Regions from separate parts of the Gossypium arboreum genome. Here region 2 is linked to region 1. The links are chromatin contacts, called in public Hi-C maps. All regions are on one chromosome and are shown on one strand. Each heading gives the region's core, a stretch centred on a gene start, on an enhancer-like site or on the middle of the called end of the contact. The rest is flanking DNA. Distances are from core to core; before and after follow the strand shown.

Evidence for each region. Hi-C and Micro-C count contacts between places; a contact is called where the count stands out from the background.
Region 2: a Hi-C map of leaf shows a contact between it and region 1, with 2.1 times the contacts expected there. The contact joins the promoter of LOC108474985 here to the promoter of LOC108475749 in region 1. A contact is called at or near these places in 2 of 5 Hi-C or Micro-C datasets (both in leaf).

Annotation. Positions count from the first base shown.
Region 1 is chr3:5,075,757-5,082,488 of ASM2569848v2, reverse strand. It overlaps LOC108475749 (brefeldin A-inhibited guanine nucleotide-exchange protein 1-like), which reads right to left and starts at 4,415. Exons shown (of 12, transcript XM_053026176.1): 1 at 3,462-4,415; 2 at 3,148-3,383; 3 at 2,028-2,345; 4 at 1,143-1,476; 5 at 505-930; 6 at 1-245. The coding sequence starts at 4,196.
Region 2 is chr3:5,366,671-5,373,044 of ASM2569848v2, reverse strand. LOC108474985 (RING-H2 finger protein ATL18-like) reads right to left here and starts at 4,214. Exons shown (of 1, transcript XM_017777007.1): 1 at 3,762-4,214. The coding sequence starts at 4,214. The coding sequence ends at 3,762.

The sequences.
Region 1 (6,732 bases), core at 3,166-5,665:
AGAAGACCATTTGCACCCAATGCCTTTTCTTCTGTTTGCTTCCAAGTCACCAAATTGAGTATACCATCCAAACCCAATAGCTTATTTAAGCTGTTCGCCTGCATGCTTTGAGGAGCAGAAGAATCTGCATTCATCTTGATTTCATTATTCACAATTTGATCATAAAGAGCACCAAGATACTCCTCGGGTAAATCTTTGCCATCATCTATTCCTCGGTTGTTTCGAATGAAATCAGACTTGTTCATCTGAATACGGAAACAACATAAAACAGAAATAAGAGCATAAACAAAACATTTGTAAATTTATCTATATGTAGATCTGATAAAACAATTTGCAGTAGTACAGGTGGGAAATTCCATATTACTGACGGTATGAATTTAAAGCACCAGAATGGCTTACAAGTCCCAGAATAGATCATAAAGGAGTTCTTCAAAAGACAAGTATATGCATAAGCAAACACGTAAGCTAAAACTCATAATTTGATAACGTGCTGAAGAAACAAACCTTATCTTTGACCATGCTATTATGGGCATCAGTGTTGAGCATTATGACAGAGTATGCCAGTACATAGGCAGTATCTGCACTGGTAAATGAGTTAGGATTACATTTACAATAGCGCTCAGCAAACTTTTCCATGATGCGGTCAATTTTCTGTGCTTCTCCTGGTAACCTGAAGCCTTGTAGGAAGAACCTTATCGCTTCACCAAAATCCATAGATTTGAAATCAAAGGAATCCACATAAGCGTGCATGACTTTCAAAGCAAAATCCTCCCTTTCACCCAAATAATCACCAATCATGGCTTCATTCAACCCAGTAGTGTTACTCTTCAGAAAAGCAGCCACTTCCTCTGGAGAGTTGCCAACCTTTTTGGTATTTATAAGAAACTCAATGCCTTTGGATGGCTTCCTATTAAACAACGAAACACCTTTCTGCATATAACCAAGTAAAACTGTCACTAAAACCAAGCTTGTGAAGAAAAGGGGAAAACTAAACATATATTAAGCTATATAAAAATACGTGACAGAAGAGAAGCCAATAATAGCAAATTCTCATGATATGTTAAGGCAGCCCTCTCCAATAATTTGGATACTTAATAAGTATGTGGTACATGAAAACACAGTCGCGCTTGATCCCAGCTAACCTGAAGTTCAATCTTGTAAGCCCGCCGTTGCTCAAGTGTAGCAGCATTTGACAATTCAGAATTCATTTCTGGTTGCAACTCACAATCAGAGACTGTTCCATCTTCTGCAGTCAAAGTTGAATGGCCCTCTGCTGCAGTGTCACTCTTGAAGCTCTTACGCAAGTCAGAATCACCTATTGTCAGCTTTTGGTCCATCCAAGCTCCCATTGACTTAATGATGCTAACCAAGCAATTTACTGATTCATGCCGGAAAGTTATATCCTGGACTGCAGACAAAGTAGTTGCTGAAGCAGGTGGCGGTCCTAGAGCTGTTCTGAGAAGGCCGTTGACAATCCTGCAAATATCTGAGGGAATTATAAGAGTTTTAATACATTTTTATAAAGTGCAACACGTTAATAAATAAAAAAAGAATGGAATTTTTAATAAAACGAAATACATTAGAAGGGATGCTAAAGCAACCTCTGAGAACAACACCAAACGACTGGTTCTTGAGTTAATTCCTGGGTTGATCTACCCTCTTTTGCAAAATTTGAGAATTTGGTTTCAAATTCAGATCATTTTACATATGAATGAATATAAAGATTTTTAATACTACATTTTACTAAAGTTTGATTTGAGGAAAAAGGAAAGTGAATTGAAATATTACATCAGAAAGAAGCTAAAGCATGAACTGGGAACATGAAAGAATAATTTCCTCTTGAGTTAATTCCTATTTGACCTACCTTTTGCAAAAAATTGAGACAAGGTTTCGAATTCGTAAAGGATTTCACATATGATTCGTTGGATACTTATCTTGAAAATATGACATCATAAACTTATTTGATTTCATGAAAGCAGCATTCTTGTCAAACACTCATACGAAAAATTATTAGGGGGGAAAATTACCTTTCAAATATGTTTGGTGAATCCACATCGCAGTCATAATTCACGAATATATCAATGATAATCTGTGAATCCGCAGCAATCTTTTCCAACAGATTAAGGACTGTCATTTTCTGTACAAAACTTGGCTGTAAAACATTCTCTAGAACTCGGAGGATAAGCATGGGAAAGAATATTCCAATTTCATCTTTCAACCCTGTTCTATATTTCGTTAGCAGGCTCATAAAAATACAACTTTGGAGCTGGAAAATTGACATCACTGACAATGCACTGTTTTTTAACAATGATAAGCAGAGATACTGCTTAATTACGTTAAGAAACCTGCATTTTGTAACACAGAATATAAGAACATTAGAATAAATTTAACTGAAGACTGCAGAAAAAAGAGTTATTTATCACCAACACTACACGACATACCAAGCAAGATGATGATGATGATGAGTTGGCATTGGTTTTCGGAGCTCTTTCACTTAATTTTTGAAACTACCTCAATAAATTATTCCTTTTCATATTTATTCATGAAGATCTCACTACCCAGTGTACATGCACTAGAGCAGAAATATCCCAGAACCGGGAGTGAGTATTGTTAAAAGCTATGTGCTTGAAACAGGTTCATTCAGGTTTTTCTTTTGAGTTTCCCTCCATCAAGACTCCCCATAATAATAAAATATGGGGTGTTGGATGGGTCACGACATGTTTTTTTTTTCCTAAGTAAATTAATCTATTATAAAGTAAATTAATTTTTTTATTAAAAATTTCGTATATTTTGTTGTTAAAAATTAATTTTTATATGCTAGCATAAGTATTCCATCAATCACACCAATTTTTAATAATACAAAAGAATGAATTTTTAATAAAACTAATTTAATTTTTAATCTAAGACTAATTTATTCAAATTTCTAATAAAAAACAAAATATAATTTCACACCTCTAAAACCTCCGTGATATTTTTACTATTAAACTCACTAAATCTAATAAAGCCCAAACCCAAAGCATATATGGTGACGATTGTTAGGAAAAAATATAACAAAGCCCAAAGTATATATGGTGACGTGCGAACAACCATTATTATTTTATATAAAATCAGAACCCTACGTGAATAAAGTAGTATAAAATTACTTGCCTAACATTCGAGCGCCAAATGGAACCCCCATTATCCATAACAGCCTTGAGGAGCTCCAAAGACAGCGTTTTCCCTCTCAAAAGGATCTGATCATCATTCTCCTGTGATGAAAACTTCATTGACAACTTACACAAATTCTTAAAAACAAGAAAGCCGTCCTCCCTAATTTTACTAACCCCACCGGAACCCGATTCCGCCCCCCCTTCCTTCGCCTCTAACTCCCCAATTTCCTCCTCCTCCCATTTCGACGTCTTCAAATCAACATTTTGCAGCTCCTGATCCTTATTCGGCTGCGATAGCTTCAAATCTGGAACCCCTTCACTGGCACTCATAACCTCGCTAACAAAATTCTGACAATGATAAATTGAACTTCCTTCATTTAAATTCTTATCACTAAACTCTAAAAGCTCACTAACCGACACTGTTTTGATAGAAACATCAATGGAATCTTCTTCGGCTCGGGTGAATACAATTAGCATAATCTGCGCCAAAACGGACTTAGCACAGATCTGATTGGTTCCATTCAAACCGCGTAAATATACGTTATAACAAGTTCTAACGACGTTGAGCAAGCAATCACCACGGATCAAAACGCAAGGACATCGGATGGCGGAGAGCAAAACTCGCAGCACGGCAAGCTCGAGCGATTCCTCGCCGATGCCGCCGACTTTGCAAACGGCTTCGACGATTTTGTAGAGGATCGGATTGGAAACGTTGCCATGGATCTCGCCACGAGCGACGCCGAGGGAGAATAATTTGAAGGTGCATTCGAGGGCGGGCTCGGCAACTTTGACGTAATTGGTTTCCAAGGCGAGAAGGATCGGGTTAAGGACGAAGTTGGCATCGGAAGATGAAATGCCGAGCAGCGGTGAAATCGGATCGGACAAGCCGGTGTCGGAGAGGGTCTCGAGCTTGTCGAGAGCGGATTTGCATGAGGAAACGAGGTGCGTGTGTTTTCGCCATGCGGCATTTTTTATGATCTTGTCGAGCGGTGGGCCTAGCACACGGCCGCACCGCGACGGTCCTCCGAGCGTGTGGGAAGCTAACATCACCGTGTTATTATTATTACAATTTGATTATTCAGATCTCTGGGATCAAATCCGAGTGTTAATTGCATTGCAAATTCATCGGAAATTGAAAATGCGTGAGATAATAAGCCTTTTTTTTTTTTTTCTTTTTTGGACACTGACCAATTCTTCTTGATGGGGGTTGGAATTTGATTTGCCTGAGGGGAGCAGAGCCGATAAATGTGTGCTTGATCGAGCTTTATGGCCAATTAAATATTAAAAAAATTCATTCAAATTTATTATTTTTTAGACAAGTTTTTATTTATTTTTTACACTTAAATAAGTCATTATGATTTCTGTTTACGGTTTTATTTCAAATAAAATATTAATTTATTTTATAAATACTTATTAATTCCATCCCTTTTTCCGTAAAAAAAATTCTATCCTTTTATAAAAATTTAGTCTTGTTGGATAATGTTACTAAAATTTTCATTTAAATCACTTACCTATTAATCAATAATTCAAGTCAGTAAAATAAAAAGTTCAATGATTTATATATAATAAATTAATAGAATTTAACAATTTAAGTTTCATATATTTACTAATTATTTGACTTGCATCTTAATTATTATATAATTCAATGATCAAATTATGATAAATTAGAGTGTAAAGACTAATTTCTTTTTTTCATAAAATAGGAAGACGAGTTAATTAAATCATCGGTTTAAATATAAATTAAAAGTTAAATCACTGTATATGTAATAGCCCATTTCTTCGTAATATCGGAAAAAGTGGTTTCGGGACCATAAATCTAACAAAAGAGTCTAAATATTATTATTTAATATTTACGAGTCAAATATAGTATTATAGTAAATTTTAAATTTATAATTTTAGTTAATTGAATGATTAGTTAAGTTCAAGTGGGTTATCTCTAAAGTCAAGTGATTTTAGAAAATGAGGTATTGGGGCCTCGTTTCCAAAAATTGAGCCCATAAATATTTTTATTAAATATTTATGGAGTGATTATATAAGTTTATTAAAATTTGGTTAGGTAATTTTGATGTTTAGTTAGTTAATGAAAGGAAAATCATTAAATTGTAAAAGGTGGAAATCAACCGTTATTTCGCGTGTAAATGTCGTTTGAAGGACCTAATTTAGGTGAATCGGATCAGATTGGATTGCTAAGAACGTTGATCGTCAACACGGTGAAAGGTGTGTGTTCTTTTACAAGCGGACTGGGGCAAGCCGTGCCTAGGATTAAGGCTACACGGTCTGCTACATGGGCGTATGGACCACACAAGTAGGCTACACGGCCACTCACAAGGCCATGTACCTCTGAAACCTAAGATAGTTTGAATCTCACACGGTCATGAACCCTCCATACGGCCTGCCACACAGTTGTGTCTCCCTGTAGGTTAATTTTTGCATTTGCCACACGACCACAGTTTGTTGCATAGCTTGACCACACAGCCGTGTGACCTTTATTTTACAATTTTACCTAAAATTTTATAAATTGTTCAATTTAGTCTCAAAATAGTCCCCAAACTATTTTTAGTGTTTTATTTCTTTCAATTAAGCCCCTAATAATATGATTAATATTGGAATCCATGATTTGATTGACTGATTTATTACTATATATGCATAATATGAAAATATTACATGTTTACTACCACAATAATTCTGAGGAACTGATAATGTTTTTCGTACCACTATGTTACTATTTGCATGACATACATGCCTACTGTTACTGTTAAATCGAACTCATGTTAATCAAGTTTATTGCTACTGTAATGATTTTTTATAGGCATGATAGTTGTTACTGTATCAATTTGCTATAAGCATGTTATTGCTACCGTATTTAGTATGTCATGTTCCATTGCATAATGTGGGACAATATGAACAGAGGAAGTGTGAGTAGATTATCTGCACTTTTAAATGATTTATCCACACCATTTGAGCAGCTTATCTGCACCATTGAGTGGTTTATCCATACCGTATTAGCAACGTTTATCTACACCAATGAGTGGTTTATCCACACCCTACTAGCAATTTATTTGCAAAAAACTTTTTATAAAAAAAAGCTGGTGGTTTTCCACCCCTTTTTTTTACTAGTGGTTTATCCACAACGAGTGATACATCCATAACGATGACTGGTTTATCCACAACATGGTGTAAAGATAGAAAAGTTCTAAGAACTCTTACTGTGGTGTGTAGCAGTGAGGTAGGACATTTTCTGATAAATTGAAATTGCATTGCATTCATAAGCATTTGCATAAATATGAATATTGAGATATTATGGTGATGAGTTTATCTAAAATATCGATATTCTGAATTGTTATTCAATTGTGATTATAATAAGCCAATTTCATCCGGCCTAAATAAAAATAAATAAACAAAATAAAATAAAGAGTCCAAAGTCTAATGATACAAAAAAAAAAACCAATGCCCAAATATACAAACCCTAACCCAATAACTCCGGGGCCTAAACTACTAGTGGCCCAAAAGAACCTAAACTTTTCAGAAAGCCAGAAACCCTAGGGTTCCTAACTCCCCACCCCCTTCATAGGCACGCCGCCCG
Region 2 (6,374 bases), core at 2,965-5,464, 290 kb before region 1:
TCTCGAGGTAAGAATTTCTAAGAAACAAAAGACAATCTTATTCTCAAAGATTTCAAATGTCGTGTCCTAACTCACTGGGTGTGACATTTTATTTATTCGAAATAAGAAGTCTTAGCATCATCCAATTCGATTTATTCAAGTTTTCTTTTAAATAAAAAGGATCATATTTTAAAATCTTTTCAAATTTTCGAAATTAAGACATAATTAATCAATTAGGTGCCAATTTTGGGCGTTACGAGAGTGCTAATCCTTTCTCGTACGTAACCGACTCCTGAACCTGTTTTCTTAAATTTCTTAGGCCAAAATTGATGTTTTAATAAAACAAAATGTTTTACAAGGTGATCCGATCACACCTAAACAAAAAGGATTGGTGACGACTCCATTTTTCATTTTAAAGTCGACCCCTATTTTTCAAAATAAAAAAATAGTTTCGACATTTCCAATTTCCTTTCCACTCTAAATCCAAAAAGAAACCATTGAACTTAAAAAAATATTTGCTTTCTCTCTAGGCTTTCAAAGCAAACTTCTTTGCCTTCATTGTCGGCATGGTCAACCTTGTTCTAGCCGTCGTTTGGCTTCTTACTTTTACCTTTTGGTTTTTCTCTTCTTTCTCTTCCGACAAAATAAGTATTGGCCCTTGACTGGTAATTAGTAGAGCCTTTTATTTGGCAGCTTTACTGCGGCATTGGGCTTGGTTCCTCTAGCTTCCCGATGCTTTTAGATAGCGCCTCTTCTTTCTTGGCCTGCTTGGGTTTACAACACAAAGGACAATAGAATCTAATGGCTGAAGGTGAATGTGCTTTTTTCGGGTTGTCACGACATGGCCTCCTTCCAGAGGTATTACATGTCAAAGATCGATACTCTCACCTCATTTTCGATTTTTTCTCCCTTTTGTGACAATATTCTCCACTAGTAAACGACTTTATATATTGTGTGGTAAGGTTCATATTATAGCTGTTATTTTTGACATAATGTTTAGAACTATCCATATCCCTTCTCCAACTTATAAATAGGAGGATAATGCGCTTCAATGCACTTAACTCACGTCTTCCTACATTGACAACAATATCCATACCAATTGAGTCAAGACTCAATCGGCTGCTATTATATTTTTTTTATTAGATTTTTTGTTTATTGAATTTTTTTTTTTGTATTTGTATCTGTACCTTTTTCTTTCATCTAATAGAATACAGATGTTTAAAAAAGATAAAATTGCAAGCCATGCACGTGCACACCAAATGATCCCCGAGAAATTAGATTCAGAAGCCCAAATCAAATGTGGATGATCAACCAACACCATCAGATATTTTCCAAGTCAACGTGAACTTTTCTCTTTTCTTCTTTTGGGGATAATATATAACAAATTTAAAGACAAATAGTCTTATTATTTAGTGATGTATCACATCAAATTTGATTAGATGTTTTATTATAATAAATAGATATAATTAAAAAAATATATAAATGAAAAGTTAAAATTATATTACAAATTTATTTAATTCACAACTAAACTTACAGGGTTTTTATTTAAATATGGTAAATTGTGAAAATAATCACTTTTGTTTACCTCAAGTTACATTTTAGTCACTTATGTTTGAAATGTTATGTTTTAGTCAATAAACTGTTAAATTGTCATTAAAGGTGTAATGGTAAGTTGACGTGACACGTTAAATCATCATTTCAAACAAAAATTTTAGATTAATTTATACAATCGGTCCCCATATTTTTTCGTTTTTAGTAAATTTTTTATTTATGTTCTTTTAACTTTTTTTTGTTCTTTATTTTACATTCTCTTCTGCTTCTCCCTTTGTTTTCTTCCCTTCTCCATTTTTTTTAACGTACTTTTTTTTATGTTTTCCATTTGTTAAAATTAGTCCCTATATTTTTATTTTTTAAACAATTTAATTTTTTTCAATTTAGGCGAGCTTGTGGACTAGTTTTAACAAATGAAAAACCTAAAAAACTACATTAAAAGAAATGAAGAAGAGAGGAAAACAGAGGGAGAAGTACAAGAGAATAGAAAAAAAAAAGGAAAGCTAAAAGAACATAAAATAAAAAAATTAAATTGCTCAAAATGAAAAAATATAGGGATCAATTTTATAAATTAACCTAAAATTTTCATTTGAAATGATGATTTAGTGTGCTGTGCCATGCCAATTTCCCGTTACACAATTAACGACAATTAATGTCTCAATGACTAAAATACTACAACACAATAACATAAGTAACTAAAATATAACTTGAGACAAATAAAAGTGACTATTTTAATAATTTACCTATTTATATATATATATATATATATATATAAAAGTTTGGCTTACCGTTTGTCACAATTAAAGATAATATTATATATGTTGACTTACGAATAATGAATTGAATCATTATTATTATTTTATATTTTTAGTACATTAGTCATCATAATTTATATGTATAAAATTCATTCATTAATTTTTAAAATCTTATAATAAATAAAAAAATAATAATGAAAGGGAGCTTCACCCATCATAGAATCTAATCTAATGGGAAAAAACTAGTTGGATGGATGGGCCCTCCAACATTTTCGCATATAGATCTAGCAGCCCATCAATTATTAGAACTAATTTGATGTATATTTATTTTAAGTGCTTCATTCTAATAATATTAAATAATTATATTTTGGATTTTTAATTCTTATAATTTCTTTAAAATTTTCAAATATTAGTACTAATATTATTATATCCAATTCCCTTCCGTTGACTTTGATATTTAGCTGCCCCTCAGTTATCATCATTAACACATTTCTGCAAGTAATTAGAATTTGATCCTCGTATTTTATAAAAATTGATAATTTTGTACAATTGGTTAATAATATTGTTAAACATTATCCTTAAATCACTGACTTAAAAATCAGCAGTTCAGTCGTTTGACAAAGAGAAACAAAATGGATTAACGATTTACATGCAACAAATTAGTAAAAATCATTTGTTAAAGTTGATGTGTTTACCAACTTCATAAAATGTGAGGATAGAATTTTAACAAATTAAAGTAGATGGACTAAAATTTCATATTTCATAAACTAGAGAGATTAAATTTAGAATTAAACCTTAAACTTAACTTATCTACAACATAATTAGAAAAAAGGGTAAACTACACCATTAGTCATTAAACTATGGGTAAGTTTTTGTTTCGGTCATTTAACTAAAAAAGTTACAATTTGGTCACTGAATTATTCGAAAATTTTCAATTAAGTCACTAGGCTATTCAAAAGTTTTTATTTAAGTCATTGGGCTGTTAAGTTTTTTTTTTTTTTAAGTTCTGCTAGTGAACTCTAGGCGAAAATTTGAGGTCGATACAATAAATTAATACCCATGGACGAGTAAAAGAAAATACCTTAGATCCAAGTCGATATGACAATCAATGTCAAAGTTCAGAGAAAAAAAGATGGAATTTTGATTCGCAAATTCTTGATGCCTAAAGTTGTTTCATAAAAAAATTTGAATTGTAGGAGAGAAAGAAAAAGTAAGCTTTCAATTAGTGCATGTAGTGCAAACAAAAAAAGCCACAGCCCAATTACTTAAATGAAAATTTTTGAATAATTTAATGACCAAATTGTAATTTTTTTCAGTTAAAAGTATGAAAATGAAAAATTGAAGAGAAAAAAGAAAGAAAGAATTGCAGCTATTTTGATATATGGAAAAAATTGGTCTTTTTCTCTAGACATGAACGAATTCGTTATTGAAATGTACAAATATCTACTCTGAATTTCGATTTAAAAAAGAAAAAAGTCAAAACGAAAGCCATGAAGAAACCAAATCGGCCGCTGTATATGAAGCAATGTCTCCACATTTTGTATGAGCAGAAATTACATTATTAAACAAGACAGATCTGCAAAGTGGGCAAGTGAAGTGACAGCGTTCCATCCATTTCTCAATGCAATTCATATGAAAAACATGTTTGCATTTCTGGATTTGGCTCACTGCATCGTCGTTATCGAACTCAACCAAGCATATGGAACACACTTCCTCTTCCGCCGCGTTGCAGCATCCGGCGGAAAACTTCAAATCTTCAAACCTCGCCACCGGAAGAGAAACATTGATCGTCCCGCACCTCTGTGGGAAAACAAAACCAAGCAGGCTTAAAACAAATCTCTTGAACTGAATAAACGGGATCCATACACAAGTGTAGAAGATCAAGGCTGCCGTGCATGAACCCGAGTTAGAACACACTAAAGAAATCATTTTCTTCTTCTTTAGAACAAACCAATTCAGCAATGAGTAGTTTGGAGTTTGATGTGGAAAATGAAAGCAAGCATATGTTTATATAGGCACAGTGGGGAACTTGAAAATAACATGCGACTGTTCCCCCAAATACTCCAATTGGAGCAAAGATTTTGACTTTTTTCCTTTGGGGGGATTTCATCATTGTTTAAGGATTATTAAAATGTTTGAAAGAAATTATTTTTATTGACCCCAAGAAAATATAATTAAAAAATTGATTATAATATTCAAGTCGTACTGTTTTTTTATTTTTTGGGTGGTTATCGAACTCTGAAATCGGCGAGTGTGCAGGGCCGGCGCCGACCCCACATCCTCTGAGTCGCCCCTTTTTATTTTATTTGGATTGAGGGAAATAAAAACACTTTCATTTTTAGAAGCCATGCTTCCAGCCGAAGCAATAACCGGGCATGCTATTTTAGTAATACATTATTATTCCATTAAACATTAATTAAGTCGTTTAACCCTAAACTGCCAAAGCCACCCAAATATATACATAATTTAGCCTAGATGTATGGAACATTTTTAATATTTACGTGTCCTGCCTCGCCCTAATATTTTATTTCTTATATTTTTTAATTTTAAAAATTGATTTTTAAGCGTTTAAGTCTTAATTCGATTGACATGAACATTGTTGTTAATGTAGGAGGACGTAAATTCGAGTGTGTAAAAACACATTATCCTCCTATTCAGGGCAAATCTAGAGGGGGCTGGTAGGGACCCCGATTTTCTTAAAATGAAAATTTTTTCATTTTGGCCCTTAAAAATTTTAAAATTTAAATTAGTAAAGTTAAATTGTACTTTGATTCCCTAAAAATGATAAAAATTTAATTTAACTCTTTAAAAATTATAATTTAATTTCAGCTCCCTAAATAAATTTCCTACCCTCGCCCCTGCTTCTATTTATGGGTTGTGGAGGGTTTATGTCTAGTTCTAAGCATTATATATATATAAAAAAAACAGATATGATCGAACCTATAATAAAATTGTTAAAAAATAAATTCTTTAATCATTTAATCAATTTTAAATCCATTTGTTTTGAATTTTTTCCCTCTTTTCTTGAATAGGAAGTAGCACAAAACAAAATAAATTATAAGTTTAACTTTTAGAAGTATAAATATATACTATACAATAATAGGATTAGGTAAAAAAAAGAGACCTAAACTAAAGTACTTAAACGATTTATGGAATGTAACTCGAAATTCAATTGAATTTTGTTTTTATTTAATATATAATTAATTTAAATTTTATGATATAAAAAATTATATTTAAAAGAGTGAAAATATTTTAAAAGTTCATGAAAATTTAAAATTATTATTTTTAGAAATATTTATGAAAATGACCTTGAAATTTTGTCAAATGATATTTCAAACCCATAAGACAAAACTCATTTTATTAAAATAATTAAGTCTAAAAATTTAATGTGAAAAATCGAATTAAGATGAACGGTTTAAAAATTTTAAAAGCTCTACCAAACTGAACTGATATCACTCCTATATAATAAACTCTAAAATATTTGAATTATATTTATATTTTTTTGTCTACATGCCAAATGTACAAATAAAAATATTAAAATTACTAATAAATATCAAATGGGATGAGGGAGATAAGATGAGACAGAATTATCATGGACGTATTTAATGTTTATGAAACGGTGATGAATTTGGTCGTATTTACCTGCTCTACTTCATTATCATCTCTTAACTTACGGTTTATAATAAATATTTATTATGACCCAAATTACTATAAATGTGAGATAATTAGAAATGTATAATTTAAAATTTTGCTTCGTAGAACTCGTTTTGAACTGGATTCTAGGAATTAAGATTAATAAAGAAGATCAAGTTGGTTTAATTAGAGAATTTAATAGGTAAATTCCAACTGAGTTTAAAGAGAGTTCGGTTGTTTAATGTATAGTTGCTGGCACCAAGGTCAAATTTCTCTATAATCAACTTGCTAACGAAAAATGGACAGTCATATTTTGTCCTATCTATAACCTGACCTTGGTTGACATTAGCCGGTAATAGATCCACCCTGAATTGCCTCCTTAATTCCTGTTTTGCATTTTCATGATAAAAGTATGATAGTGGAAATTGTATTAAGAGTCGGACTATATTTTAATTT